Regions from separate parts of the Danio rerio genome. Here region 2 is linked to region 1. A link is a contact called in public Micro-C data. All regions are on one chromosome and are shown on one strand. Each heading gives the region's core, a stretch centred on a gene start, on an enhancer-like site or on the middle of the called end of the contact. The rest is flanking DNA. Distances are from core to core; before and after follow the strand shown. Region 1 holds the start of arhgap42a (Rho GTPase activating protein 42a). Region 2 holds the start of pcf11 (PCF11 cleavage and polyadenylation factor subunit).

Region 1 (6,378 bases), core at 3,652-6,151:
CCATCCTGCCAAGGTGCCAGTCCACATTTGGAGACATCCACACTGGGTGCATTGGTTTCCTCATTCTTAGGCTCTATAAAAGCGTCTTGTGGTTTTGTGACAGAAGGAGCCTTTTGTCCTTTCTTTTCTTCTGTTTTTGATGCCTCTGCCTGCTTGCAACCTCCCTTTTCCATGGAGAACATCTTCTCAAATAGATTGTACTTCTCCTTGTCAATGTCACCATTGAGAACCACGTTTTCATTCATAGCTTTCTCACAAGATTTAGATGGTCCATTTAATAAAACTGACCCCTCATGTTCATTGATGGAAATTCCATTAGGCACAGCCTCTCTTCCTGCTGCTGCCTCTTCATCTTCCTCCTCCTCCACTGGAGTTGGTTCCTCTTCTCGTTCCTCCATCAACTCTGGAAAGCAGTTCCTCATTTTCAACCTCGCACATAGATGTTTCTGGTCTCTTAGTGCCATGGAAAGATCTAGTGACTCCTGCTCATGGAGCTCTTTCAGAAGGTTTGGGTACAAAGGAGCATCTGGGTTCTGGACGGGCCAGCGGTTCCATTCCATCGAGCAGCAGACGATGCTCGCAGGGCAAACCTCAAGATGTTTGGCCAGACGAGAGCGACACATGGTGAAAGGGCAGCCATAGTGAGCATTAATGCAGGGCACCTTCTCATTGGGACACAGCAGAGAGTGTTCATCCTCTTTACATAAGTGAAAGGAGGCTCCACAGAGCAAGCGGCAGTTGATGACCATGCAGGACACAGAGACCTCTATGGAGGCTTTACAGCGGCGATTATAACAGGTCTCGCAATGCCTGTGCAGCCTTGGACCTGATTTTCTATAGCGACTCTGTAGGGGGAAACACAACAAGGAGACTTGCACTGTTTCTAAACTAGAAAATCATGAATCAGGAAGCAAATAATTAATTCTTTATTGATGTATTTTTTATTGAAATAAGATGGATGGAAACTTCTCCCATTTTTTTTTATATTGACAGTATTTATTAGCTCTGTGGTGAACAACTGTTCAAGAAATCAATTCTGCATTTATTCAGAAATTTCAGAAAATAATAATTCTTAAATCGATTCTGTGCTTAGCTTTTAACAAGCAATGGCACTCTATGCTAGTGACGCTCAATCCTCAAATCCTTGTGAGAAAGAGAACTTGTGTGTTCAGCTGAGTCATGTAAGGTGGCTTGTATGTCACAAAATTAATGTGAACACAACTCAGTATGAACATAATGAAGTTTGCAATGCATTAAAACATTGTTTTCCAGCTGTAGCTGTGCTTCATTCTCAAGATGTATAGTTTGTCTAAAGTGACATATACAAAATATATAGTATACTATGAGCAGGGATACAATCAGCCAGCGCAGTCGTCCATCTATAGTAAAAAAACATTTTGTGTCTGCTGGTTTGTTTACCTGTGGGAGTTCCATTGGCATTTTCCCGCACGTTAATTCTGACCAATCAAAAAGCAGTTTAGGAAATACGTTCAATAACATCTGGCCACTAAGTGATGTGGATTTTGGTTGATTTTGCATCTTGGTTCTTTTTAACTGGTTCGGACCAAAGCAATCGGTGTGGAGTGAACAGGACCCAACAAGGCAAAAAAATGCTACAATGTATAGTTTGTTGCCCTTGGTTCAGACCAAATAAACCGAACCACAGTCTGAAAGCACCCTTTATTTGAATTGAATTGAGAGAAGAGTGGTGCATTTTGAAAATCTCAGGGTTCTTTTACACCTAGACTCTTGTTTCGGAACCTGGCGTGTTTCCCCAGTTAGTGCGGTTTGGTTGGCTTATGTGAATTCTGCAATCGTGCTCTGATCTGCACCAAAACAGTTGGTCCGTGATCACCTGAATGAGGTAGTCTCGGCTCGATTGAAACAAACTCTGGAGTGGATCGATTGTAGTGAGAAAGCAATACGATCTGAACCAGGCTATATCACAGAGTATTATAGATATTTAGGCATATTTACGGTTATATGAAGAGAAAATTATGAGTAGGGCGGGATGTCATCATTCCTACCAGTAAATGTGCATTTCATGTCAAATATGAAAGTGAAAACATGTCAACTTTTACCGAGAGCTGTTTATCCGGTAGGAAAATAAATGGACTGAACTGCAGTCTTGGTTTATCTGTTATTTCTCTCTATAATGTAAAGCCTATAATGCATAAACCAACTGCTATGAGAGAGTCTTACCTCTGATTTATATTTGGTGACAATGTTTGTGGGTGTCACCAATTTAAAATTAAAGCGCAGCTTTATGCTTATAATGTCTTATTGCTCATTGCCATAAACAAAAAAAAGACAGCTGAGCGGGACTCTGCAAAATAAACTGTGAAACTCTGACCAACGTGAGGGGAGTTACACACAAGTGGCTCGTTTTAGCACTTTTGGTCCGTTTAGAAATGTTACCATGTGAATGCAAACTGCACCAAAAACAAAAAAGAACATTGTAACAATTTTAATTCCTGTTTCAGAACAAAATAATCGATCCACGTGTGTGAAAGCACCCTCAGAATCGATGCAGAATCAATTTCTCAAATTATTTTTCATTTTTTTAAATTGTAAAATTTATTGGGTCATTCTCACTAAAAAGCAGATCTGATTGGACAAAAGTTTGGACGTGACCGTGAGTGCAGGATGAGTCATCAATACTTCTGGTACAATTAACAGAAGAAATAGACTGAGTTTAGACCAAATGGTTTTGAATCAACTTTTATGAATATAGTTAACAGTCTTACATGTTACTACTTTATTGAAACTAGTATGTTAATTTTTATTTGTTTTTCCTCATTTCATTATAATGATAACTGCATTTCGGTTTCCAATCCATCATAATACAACTGTGTAATTGAAATTTACACATATACTTTTACCAATATTTAAGTAATGAAAAAATAAATTGAACATACCATTATTATCTGAAGCAGTGAACAACAACAGTTTCTGAAAAAAAGAGTAGTATCTAATTCATTAAAATGTCAGTACACATGCATTGATAAACTATAGCACAGTTTCCCTTAATGCATTAGTAAATTATTTAACATTTTACCTGTTTTAATAAGACCTTGCAGTACAGCTAAGGGTAAGCATTTGCAGACAGCACTGACAAAAACAACGTTATATAAACAGTTACCAAACAGCTTACCTAAAGGGCGAACCATGTCTCAAGAAGTTCCCCGGCTTGTTCCAAGAGACCTTTCTAAAGAACAGGATTGTGGGTCATGTTAAAAATAGTAGCCTCAACTGCCAGTAGCAAATTACATGACCTGTAGATATACTGTATAAAAACAGACAATCATTTTCTTCAAATAAAAGGCTATCTGTTTTGTCTATCTTACTCTAATTAAAATCACCATGCTGAGGTCAAACAGAGGACAGCAGATTAGCAGAATGAGTTTTTCCAAAGAAAAAAAAAATTGTAATGTTTCATGAGTGGGTCACCAGATGGCAGTCATTCCCTTTGGATTGGAGGACTGGGCTTCACATGCACATGTTATTTATTTAGGTAACAGTTTTGATAGCTGGACAAAAAATGTGTTCTTTATCATACTTTTGATATTGACCTTTTTTTATGTTTTGTTAATAATGTTTTTGTCATGTGATGCTCATAATGTTACTTTGACTTCATCTCAAGGTTTAGGGATGTCCAAATATACATCCTTTTATCAAACTGCCTATCCTATAAGGGGCTGTAGGGTTGGTCCAGGACTAACATGCGACATATAATACAAAATGATCTGCCTTGTTTTTAGCCATACTTTGATTGCACAGAAAATAGATGTGCAGTTTGGCCAAATATTAAAACAAAATAATTATTTATTTTGAACAATCTAGAATTAGCAATGAATTTTATTGAACCTAAAATATATTTTCAAATATATTTATCACATATTCAAAATTAATTTTAGAGGGAATAATATATATATATATATATATATATATATATATATATATATATATATATATATATATATATATATATATATATATATATATTTAAATATATTTCAGGGCGGCACGGTGGCTCAGTGGTTAGACTGTCGGGTCACAGCAAGAAGGTCGCTAGTTTGAGTCCCGACTGGGTCAGTTGGCATTTATGTGTGCTATTTGCATGTTCTCCCCGTATTCGCATGGGTTTCCTCCAGGTACTCTGGTCTTCCTCACAGTCCAAAGACGTGCTATAGGTGAAATGAATAAACTAAATTGGCCAACGTGTATTTGTGTGAATGGGTGTGTATGGGTATGGCTGCTTAAAACATATGCTGGATAAGTTGGCGATTCATTCCACTGTGGCGACCCCTGTTAAATAAAGGTACTAAGCTGAAGGAAAATGAATGAATGAATGATTTCAAAATATATAAAACATCTAAAATATATATAATTTAAAAAATATGTTTTTAAATAATATATTTATGTAAATAATATTTGTAATATTCTAATAATGTGTCAATATTATTTGGTAATTTTTGGATATTCTTATATATTTTAAAAAGATATTAAACACATTTCAAAACATATTTGCCCATATATATTTAAATAAGAAAATAGGATTCTAGCTTTATTTTTATGCCTAAACCATCTAAAGTAATAATAAGTTATAATATAATAAATATAATATAATAAATATAATATAATATAATATAATAAATATAATATAATATAATATAATATAATATAATATAATATAATATAATATAATATAATATAATATAATATAAAAAAATCAAGAGTTTTGAACCTCAGTTACAAAATAGGCTATATGTATTTCATAGTACACAGGCTCATACAACTTCTACAAAGTGACCCCAGGAGGGTGTAGTAGCCTAAAAAGTAAACCCAGCAGCAGCAGCTCAGTGGTGTAATCATGTCCTGATGTCGTCCTGTAGGTGAGCGGGATCAGACCAGTAGGAGTCACCGCGAGCCTCCCTTTCTCCCTCTGCTCTGCTCAATCTCTCCGTGATCCAGCAGGGAAACAGAATGCCGGAAGTGGGGTTTCGGGATACAGAGTTTCGGGACTCGTAACCGTTGAAAGTTCACACTATCAAGAAACCTACTTTCCCCGAGAATCAAAGCTTTTCCGGTAGCTTGTGTTCGTCAGCCTTTGTTTCACCGTTTCATTCATCCGGACGTTTACAATGGGGCTCCCGGCGCTGGAATTCAGCGACTCTTTTCTGGACAGTCCTGACTTCAGAGAGCGACTCAAATGCCACGAAATTGAACTGGATCGTACCAATAAATTCATCAAGGAACTAATCAAAGATGGAAATATGCTTATCAGTGCGCTTAAAAGTAAGTTACAGGTCGTGTATGTGTGTTTTGAAAAGTAAGTGATGTATTGAGATTTAACTCACACGTGATCTGACTTTAATTCTTTTTTCTCTAGTTATTGTTGTTACATTATTTGAACTATTTTTGCTAGTTTTTATTTACTTTAACCGTGTGAGGGGAAAAGTGAGAATTCAAAGCACTGATGTAGATTAGATAGAGCAGTGTAGTTGAATGGGTTTGTGTTTTCTAAAAAGAAAGGAACTTTTGTAGTGCCTGACCTTTTGCCCTGTTAAACACCTACTGTAGATATTTCATCAAAATTAGTGAAACTACAGATTTAGAAAAGTGTGTAAATGAGCCTTCTCTGTCTTACACTTTGCTTTTAATTAACCTGTGTTTATCAACTCTAATATCTAGCAGGTTTTAGAAGTGAGCATGTTCAGGCCGGGGTTGTGGTGTGTGTGCATGTTTCATCATCAAACGCCTGGTTATTCACCCAGCTGGGATCTGATATGATATCAAGAAGAAGACGAGTCTCTACTAGATATGCTGTTATCAGCCACTTCGCTAACATGGCTCCTCCTTGCCTCCCTCTAGATATGTTTTTTTTTTGCACTAGTCTTAGTCTTTGAACTTCTCAAGTCCATTCAGCACTGACTATTTTTTGTTAGTTTCAACAGTGTTCTCTTTCACAACTTTATCCTTTATTCTCTGCCACAAAGCAGTCCAGCTGAAGGCTCCTTCTGGCTTTTGTGCCAAACAAAAGGCAGTGAATGTCTTCCCAAAAAAGGACTTTGAACTAAGTCTTTAATTGAGTATTTGTGAGGTCATGTCCTTCCCGTTTGACCAAACAAATTGTTAGTAATGAGTAAGTTGATGTAAATATGCTGAAATTGCAGTAAAGCTCCATCACATAACTCTGTTGTCTTCTGAACAGGTCTTTCTGCAGCTGTGCAGAAATTCTCCCAGTCGCTTCAGGATTTCCAGTTTGAATGCATTGGAGATGCTGAGACCGATGATGAGATTAACATTGGTAAGTAATTAGCAAGTAACCAAGATGTTAATTATATGTGCATTTGATGTAGTTTATCCAGGTTTATT
Region 2 (6,956 bases), core at 1,320-3,819, 140 kb after region 1:
TCTTCCAGCAGAATTAAATAATGAGTTTTTACAGCAGTCCAGAGTTTGTGATAATATTGCTTCACCAAATATAGAGACAAGAACAAGTAAATGCAGAACAAGTGAAACAAATCAGCCGAAGCATGAAAAACTGAAGGATGAAACACAGAACAATCACAGAAATTCTTTTTCCTCAAGCTGCGATATGTTTGATTCATCAGCACATTTTAACATGTCCACTGCATGTGATGCTGTCAATCCACTGAGCACCTTTTCTAGCCAAAGAGATTATGAAGTAACTACATCCACACAGCACCTTGTAAGAACTGTACCTGTGGAAAATCTTGATGCACGTGTTGATGAGAAAGCACTTTATAGTCATTCTGGTCAAGATCTAAGTTTAAATTTAGAGGATGCACCTTTATCTGAAAGCTTGCAAGATTTTGTTGAACCTCCGATATCAGAGATCATTGAAACAAGGGAGTGCAGTGCAGGTGAAAAAGATAAAGGGATTCAAGAGCAAAACGGATGCTGTCAGATTGACAGTTCAGTGAGCATACAAATGCCAATTTGTGGAGAACATCTGACGCCACCAATGTGCAGTGTGAACATCATTGAACGAAAAGAGAGTTGTGAAAATGACTGTTTAGAAAATCCTGAAACTACACTGAACCCCTATGAAATTCCTAGGTTTCTCACAACCACTTCCTCAAGGCTAAAAGGAGAGCCTTTTAGCTCTGCAAATAACAGATTGTCATTTTCTAACAAAAAAGAACTTTGTTTAAACAGAAAAATACCCAACAGCCCCTCTGTGGCTTTTTGTTCAGTAAACCATGAAAAGGGCAAATATTTCAGGCACTGCACACAAAGTGAGCTCCATTCTGTAAACTGCAAAGTCAAGCAGGAACTGATTGTGTTTGATGACCATGAGGATAAATACAATTGCTCTGTAGACTTGTTTGCTTCTGGTCAAAGCGGTATGGACATGAACCTTTCGGATGTGACAGAGATTTCTAAAGTAAATGAACAGAGGAGTGTCAACACATTAGAGCCTGGGGTTTCTGGTCCCCTGCTTTTTTCACCATGTTTACAGTCCACCCCTGTTTCTCATTTTCAGCACTCATGTGGCCCTAAAACTGGCAGAAGCCGAAAACGTGTAGGCTCACTGTGCTCCATTAAATGTGAGTTTAAAACTAAGACTACTGATCTGTGTTTAAGTGATAAAAGACTGAAATTTGATCAGATGCCAAATGATGAATGTATTGAGAATACGAAGTGTAATTTATCTGCAACTGAGTGGTCCAGAGATCTTTTTGAAAATTCTTTTTGAATTGAAATTGAGGTTATTTATACATTTATAAATTAAGTTGGAATTTAAATATTTTTTTGCTGATTATTTTGTTAATTAACTGTATGAACATGAATTTATAATGATTTATAATACACACACACACACACACAAACACACACACACACACACGTTGCCCAGAATAAATGAGTACACCTTTTACAGATCTCTTTTTTTTTATTAATCTTTTCTATAGGATCCTATACAATAATATGTATAACAATATACATAAATCATTTGTCCTATTTTGACTGCTATGCCATAATAAATTGTGAATATAACCATAGAAGGAGGCTTTACGACAAAGCAGAATCCTCTTTTGGCTGTTGCATCAGCATGACTGAGGAAAGTTGAATGTGCTGGCGAGTTTGTGTTTGCCTAATAAATGACAATAGGCTAGTTTTTAATTTCAAACTCGAACCGTATCATTTTTTTCTTATGATATATGATGTAATGAATTTGTACTTGAAAAAAAAATATTATTCTCCTTTTTTCTTCTAAATCTTTAGGAAATATTTTTTGTACATCAAAAAGTTTAGTGATTATGCCCATCCGATAAGCTAATCCAGCAAAAAATAAATTGCACTTAAAAAGTATTTTTTTTAAAAGTATATGAGGCTAGTAACTGCAAAAAGGTCTATATTTTAAGAAAAAGGAACCACCTCTTTCACCAGGCTGGCTACAGGCGTGTTAGAAAAAAATATTAAATAGAACTTTAATAATGAGGAAAAAACAAGAGATACAAAATATGACCCCCCCCCCTCTTCAGTTTGAAGTTTTTTTCCAATACCTGGAGTCCATTTTCCAATTAGAATTTAAATGTTTTTTTTTTATTCCCAAAAAAAGATGTTAGGTGACTAAAATACACATAATTTATGGTCCTGTGTATTTATACATCATGAGTTAATAATTAAACTGTCTACATTTTAACTGTCTATTGTTATATTATGATTTAAACCCAATGAACCTCCATTCGATGCAAATTATCCAAGCGTGCTTCAGTTTCAAGGTGATGACTACATTGTACTCCCTGTTGTGATTTTGTTGATTTATGTAATTATTAAATTCTGATAGGCTGTTGTTTAAAACAGTAGTGCTCTTATGGCCAATGACATTGAGCGCAAAGTCTTCACCACCCAATCAAAATCGATCGTTTCAGAGCAGCCAATAAGAAATCAGTGACGCGCGTTCAACTATAAATACATTTCAGATGACGCGCAGTCTCTGCTAAAGTACGACGGACATTTTGCAAAGCGCAGTTGAAGCAACATCGTCAGCTACACAAAAGCAAGACGCGAGGAGATTCGGCACAGCATTCGACGCACAGAGGGAACTAAAAGGAAATACAGATGTTTAAGTGGACTGTGTTGCGAGTTATGTTTGTATAAAAGTTTAATTTGTGTGGCGACTCAACGGCTCAAAGATGTCGGACGACGGTGCGAGGGAGGACGCCTGCCGCGAGTATCAGTCCTCGCTGGAAGATCTGACTTTCAACAGCAAACCGCACATCAACATGCTCACCATTCTAGCCGAGGAAAACATCCAGTTCACCAAGGATATCGTCGCAATAATTGAAGCACAAATTGCCAAGGTTTTTATGAAAATAGATTTATTTTTTTGTTTCAGTCATCGTCTATTAGCGCGAATGTGGCCAGTTAGTTCAATGACGACATGACATGAGGCCTGTAACATGGCGGCAACACGGCTAACGTTAGTTCGCTAACCACATTGTGTAAATGGACGTAACATAAGGTTTGTCGTTGTGTTGTAGTTAATAATGATCAAATTCCGAATACACTACTTTTGTGTTTGTTATAAGGGTGTCCTATTTTTGTGACTCAAAGTAACATTTTTACAAATTAGGCCAGTTAAACCGCATGTTTATCTGTTTGTTGGGTCACAGCTGTTCACAAAGTCGGATTTTACGTTAGCGTTGACGCACAGTGAAGTTAATAATCCACGTATACATTCTCAATCAGATTATAGGATAATGATCGAAACCCAACGTTCCACGTTACGCTAATTACTGTTCACACCAATTTGATTTTAATTTTATTACTGATTATTCATTATATTATGTTATGTGTTTCTGTGTATTTATATAATTAACCGAGAATTATTAATGGTATGTATCGTTAAACGTATGGATAATGTATCAACAGTAAAACGATATGTGAAATTCCAGGATTACGTAATCAACCCAATGACTCGAATCGCCGTTTTGTTCTTTACAGTTTTGCTCGCATATTAATTTTAAATGAAATGATTACATTTGTTGGTATAAACCCACTTTTCAGCTTGCAGTCAATCAGAAAGACGTATTTGCATACTCATTGCTGTAGCTCTGTCATCTCACCAGCTGGTGCACGTGGTTTGCCGCCTATGTATACTGATGGCTGGGTGTTTTTTTGAAAAGCTAGTGAAATTTTTTTTTTACTCTTGTTTGTTTTCAATTTATTTGAAGTCCTACACTAGATAGAATAGCTGCTCCGTGAAAACGGATTTAAAGTCTTTAATTCAAATGTGCGCCATTAAAATTGCTTTGTACTTGAACTAATAAAGGGATTGGGGTGTTAGATTGCTGAGTAATTTTTCTATCCTTTGCTGCAATGTTAATAAATGGTATATAACTGTGACAATAAACCATGTGAAATGTCCTTTTGTCTTTATTTCCTAGTGTATTTTTTTCTGGTAATACATTTGCTATGTTAATTGCAGTCTGACATTAAATACAAAGACATTTGCATTGGTGCATTGTTCTTTCTGAAAACTTATCAAAAAATGAATGTGTTAAATTACTTTGAAAAAAAGAAACGAAGGAATTTTACAAAAACTGCACTGGGGCATGATCATCACAGCTTGAACTTTTTTTTTTTCTGGACTCAAACTAAAACTTTTAACATCCAATGCTGCTTTTTTCACCAATAAGAAGACTAATTTTAACTTTGGTTTAAATGGATCCTAGAGTTGGATTCATGGCCAAGAAACAAAAACACAAGTGAAATCTGAAAGGGCTTCTTTCTATAGTCAACTGAGACTTTGGTGGGTTTATAAAGTCAAAAAACAAACTGAATTGTATTGACAACCTAACAAAACATTTTCCTACTTGATGGACTGAGCTTGAAGACTGAACACAGAGGAAGATTGTCCCTTTTCCCTAATTTTCTTCCTTGGACATAGATTTTTTTTTTTTTTTTTGCATCATCTGAAAACTTTTTCTTCTCCTTTCATTTGATCTCTGAGGATTTTCAGCAAAACGATGGACTTCAGCTTGAGTTTTTTTTTGTGCCAGTATTCTTATTCCAGCCATTTTATAACCTCCACTATCTAAATCAATGTAGTTGTGTATTTTCTCCATGTTGTTTTCTAAACTTGTCAGTTTTCTATCACTTTAGGCACCTCCTGTTGAGAAGCTTCCAGTTTTGTACTTAGTGGATTCCATAGTGAAGAATGTTGGAGGGGCTTACCTTGAAGTGTTTGCTAAGAACCTAGTCAATTCCTTTATTTGTGTATTTGAAAAGGTACATAATTCTTTGAGTTTATGTCCATGGTGTAATTCCTGATTGAGCATAATGTGCTCTTTTTTTTTCCCTCATTTAAATTACTTAAAAATTTTTCACATTTGTAGTTTAATGTTAATCGTAATAACAAATGTATTTTTTCTAATCAAAGTGGTATTGTCAGTGTTTTATAAAACATGGAGTAGTCAGATATTTCCCCCCTTTTCTTTTTTTCACCTTAGGTTGATGAGGGCACTAGAAAAAGTCTCTTCAAATTGCGTTCTACATGGGATGAAATTTTCCCCTTGAAGAAACTATATGCACTTGATGTGCGTGTGAACTCTGTAGATCCTGCATGGCCCATTAAACCATTGCCACCAAATGTGAATGCCAGCATTCATGTCAACCCCAAATTTTTAAAACCGGTAAGCATTTTTAGTACTGACTATCATCCGTCATGGAAAGAGCTCCGCTGTTTTTTAAAATTTTTTTTATCTGAAATGTATACCTTTGTCTTTGCTTAGACTGAAGAAACGCCCCCGAAGCCTACACCACCACCTCCAACACCAAGCTTGACTCAAGAGCAGCTGATAAGGCAACAGTTGCTTGCAAAGCAAAAGCAGTTGTTAGAACTTCAGCAAAAGAAGATAGAGCTTGAACTTGAACAAACAAAAGCTCAGTTGGTGAGTTAAATGGCCATGTGCTTGTAACTTAATGAACTGGAAAGCACTGCATGTTCGTTTTTGCTGTTGTAGAATTGCACAATGTTTGCTGTGACTTACGTTGGTCTATTACAGTTGGGCAGAAAATCTTGATTGTGATTGATGAATGTCTAAAATACACTTTCAATATAAATGTATTTATGTATTTATTTTTGTATCCTATAGGCTGCCAGTCCATCTCTGGCTTTAAATCATCATGCCAGTGCTCCAGTCCGTTTCAATGCCTCACCAAAGGTTAATCCAACGGTTCCTGTTCCGCAGACCAAATCTTGGCCTCCTGCCCCATCAGAAAAATTGTCAACCAGAGATCCTAGATTAAACAGATCTGGTACAACAGCTGTAAATCCAAAAGAACAAGTGACGCATAAAAAGGAGAGTCCAGCTGCACCAAGCTTTCAAAATGCTCCAGAAAAAAGAGGACAAGCCTCATCTGAAAGACCGGCTAAGTTGGATAAGTTGAGAATTCCAAAAAAGGATAACTCTGCTGTTGAAGAAAAGTCTAAATCCAAGTCTATGTTGCCATCTGGAAAAGTGATGCCTGTAAGACCTAGAGGATTGGAGTCTGAACAATCTAAGTCTGCTGAAGTCAACAAAAAGGACCCAAGGCTACATAAGCAGATGCATGAAAGGATGGATTCAAAAGATGAAGATGTTCGAGAGAAGAAAAGAAGCTCAGAGAAAAAAGATAGGGATGAAGGTTCCAAAAATTTGGATCATCAGAAGTTAAGCAGCAACAGAGGCAAACTTATAAATGGCTCTGTGAACAAGCATGAAAAGCTAGAGACCTTTCTGAAACAGGAGATCAAAGTGAACAAAGCAAATGTTAGAAAAAGGTCAAGATCGCGTTCTCCACCCGTACATTCTCCTAAAAGAAAAGAGAGGCGATCGTCTCCAAAGAGAAAAACCAGGAGCATTAGTCCACCTCCCAAGTCTGGAAAGTCTAGACTCAGTAAGCATCCACATGATGATGCTTTCCCACAACCAAGTGCAAGAGATGAACGTACAAAGAAAAGTGTTCCTGATTCGAGACGACCAAAAAGGCCTCTTGAGGATAGACCTGCTGAAAAGAAAGATGGATCACTGCAAAGAATTTCTGCTGCAGAGCATAAAGATCTAAAAGATGGCAAGAGGTGGAGGAGTGGATGGGAAGAAAACAAACAGTATGTCATTTCAATTACTTGCACCTTTTGTCTTAATTATATTCAATTTGTAAACTCACTCAAATTCTCAACTTTGTTTTAGTCCTAAACACTCAGATACAGATCTGTCACATGGGCGAATGGGGATCCAGAAACACAAAACTTGGAACACTAATCAAAGACCACCCACACCTCGGACACCTAAGCAACATCGCTTAAGTGTTGATAGCAACATACAAATACCAGAAGCACTGCATTCTGCTAGTAA

Evidence for each region. A called contact is a pair of places that touch in the nucleus more often than the background predicts.
Region 2: a contact with region 1 is called in a Micro-C map of caudal fin, with 8 times the contacts expected there. The contact joins the promoter of pcf11 here to the promoter of arhgap42a in region 1. A contact is called at or near these places in 4 of 18 Hi-C or Micro-C datasets (caudal fin, embryo, fibroblasts and 1 more) and 2 of 4 datasets of contacts at active chromatin or transcription factors (caudal fin and embryo).

Annotation. Positions count from the first base shown.
Region 1 is chr21:24,191,630-24,198,007 of GRCz12tu, forward strand. arhgap42a (Rho GTPase activating protein 42a) reads left to right here and starts at 4,902. Exons shown (of 24, transcript NM_001202443.2): 1 at 4,902-5,298; 2 at 6,215-6,310. The coding sequence starts at 5,145. fbxo40.2 (F-box protein 40, tandem duplicate 2) reads right to left here and starts at 3,197. Exons shown (of 4, transcript XM_689616.9): 1 at 3,155-3,197; 2 at 2,919-2,952; 3 at 1-845. The coding sequence starts at 2,921.
Region 2 is chr21:24,334,872-24,341,827 of GRCz12tu, forward strand. pcf11 (PCF11 cleavage and polyadenylation factor subunit) reads left to right here and starts at 2,570. Exons shown (of 16, transcript NM_001007307.1): 1 at 2,570-2,918; 2 at 4,723-4,848; 3 at 5,070-5,252; 4 at 5,352-5,510; 5 at 5,715-6,709; 6 at 6,792-6,956. The coding sequence starts at 2,751. It overlaps ddias (DNA damage-induced apoptosis suppressor), which reads left to right. Exons shown (of 3, transcript XM_021469075.3): 3 at 1-3,984. The coding sequence ends at 1,309.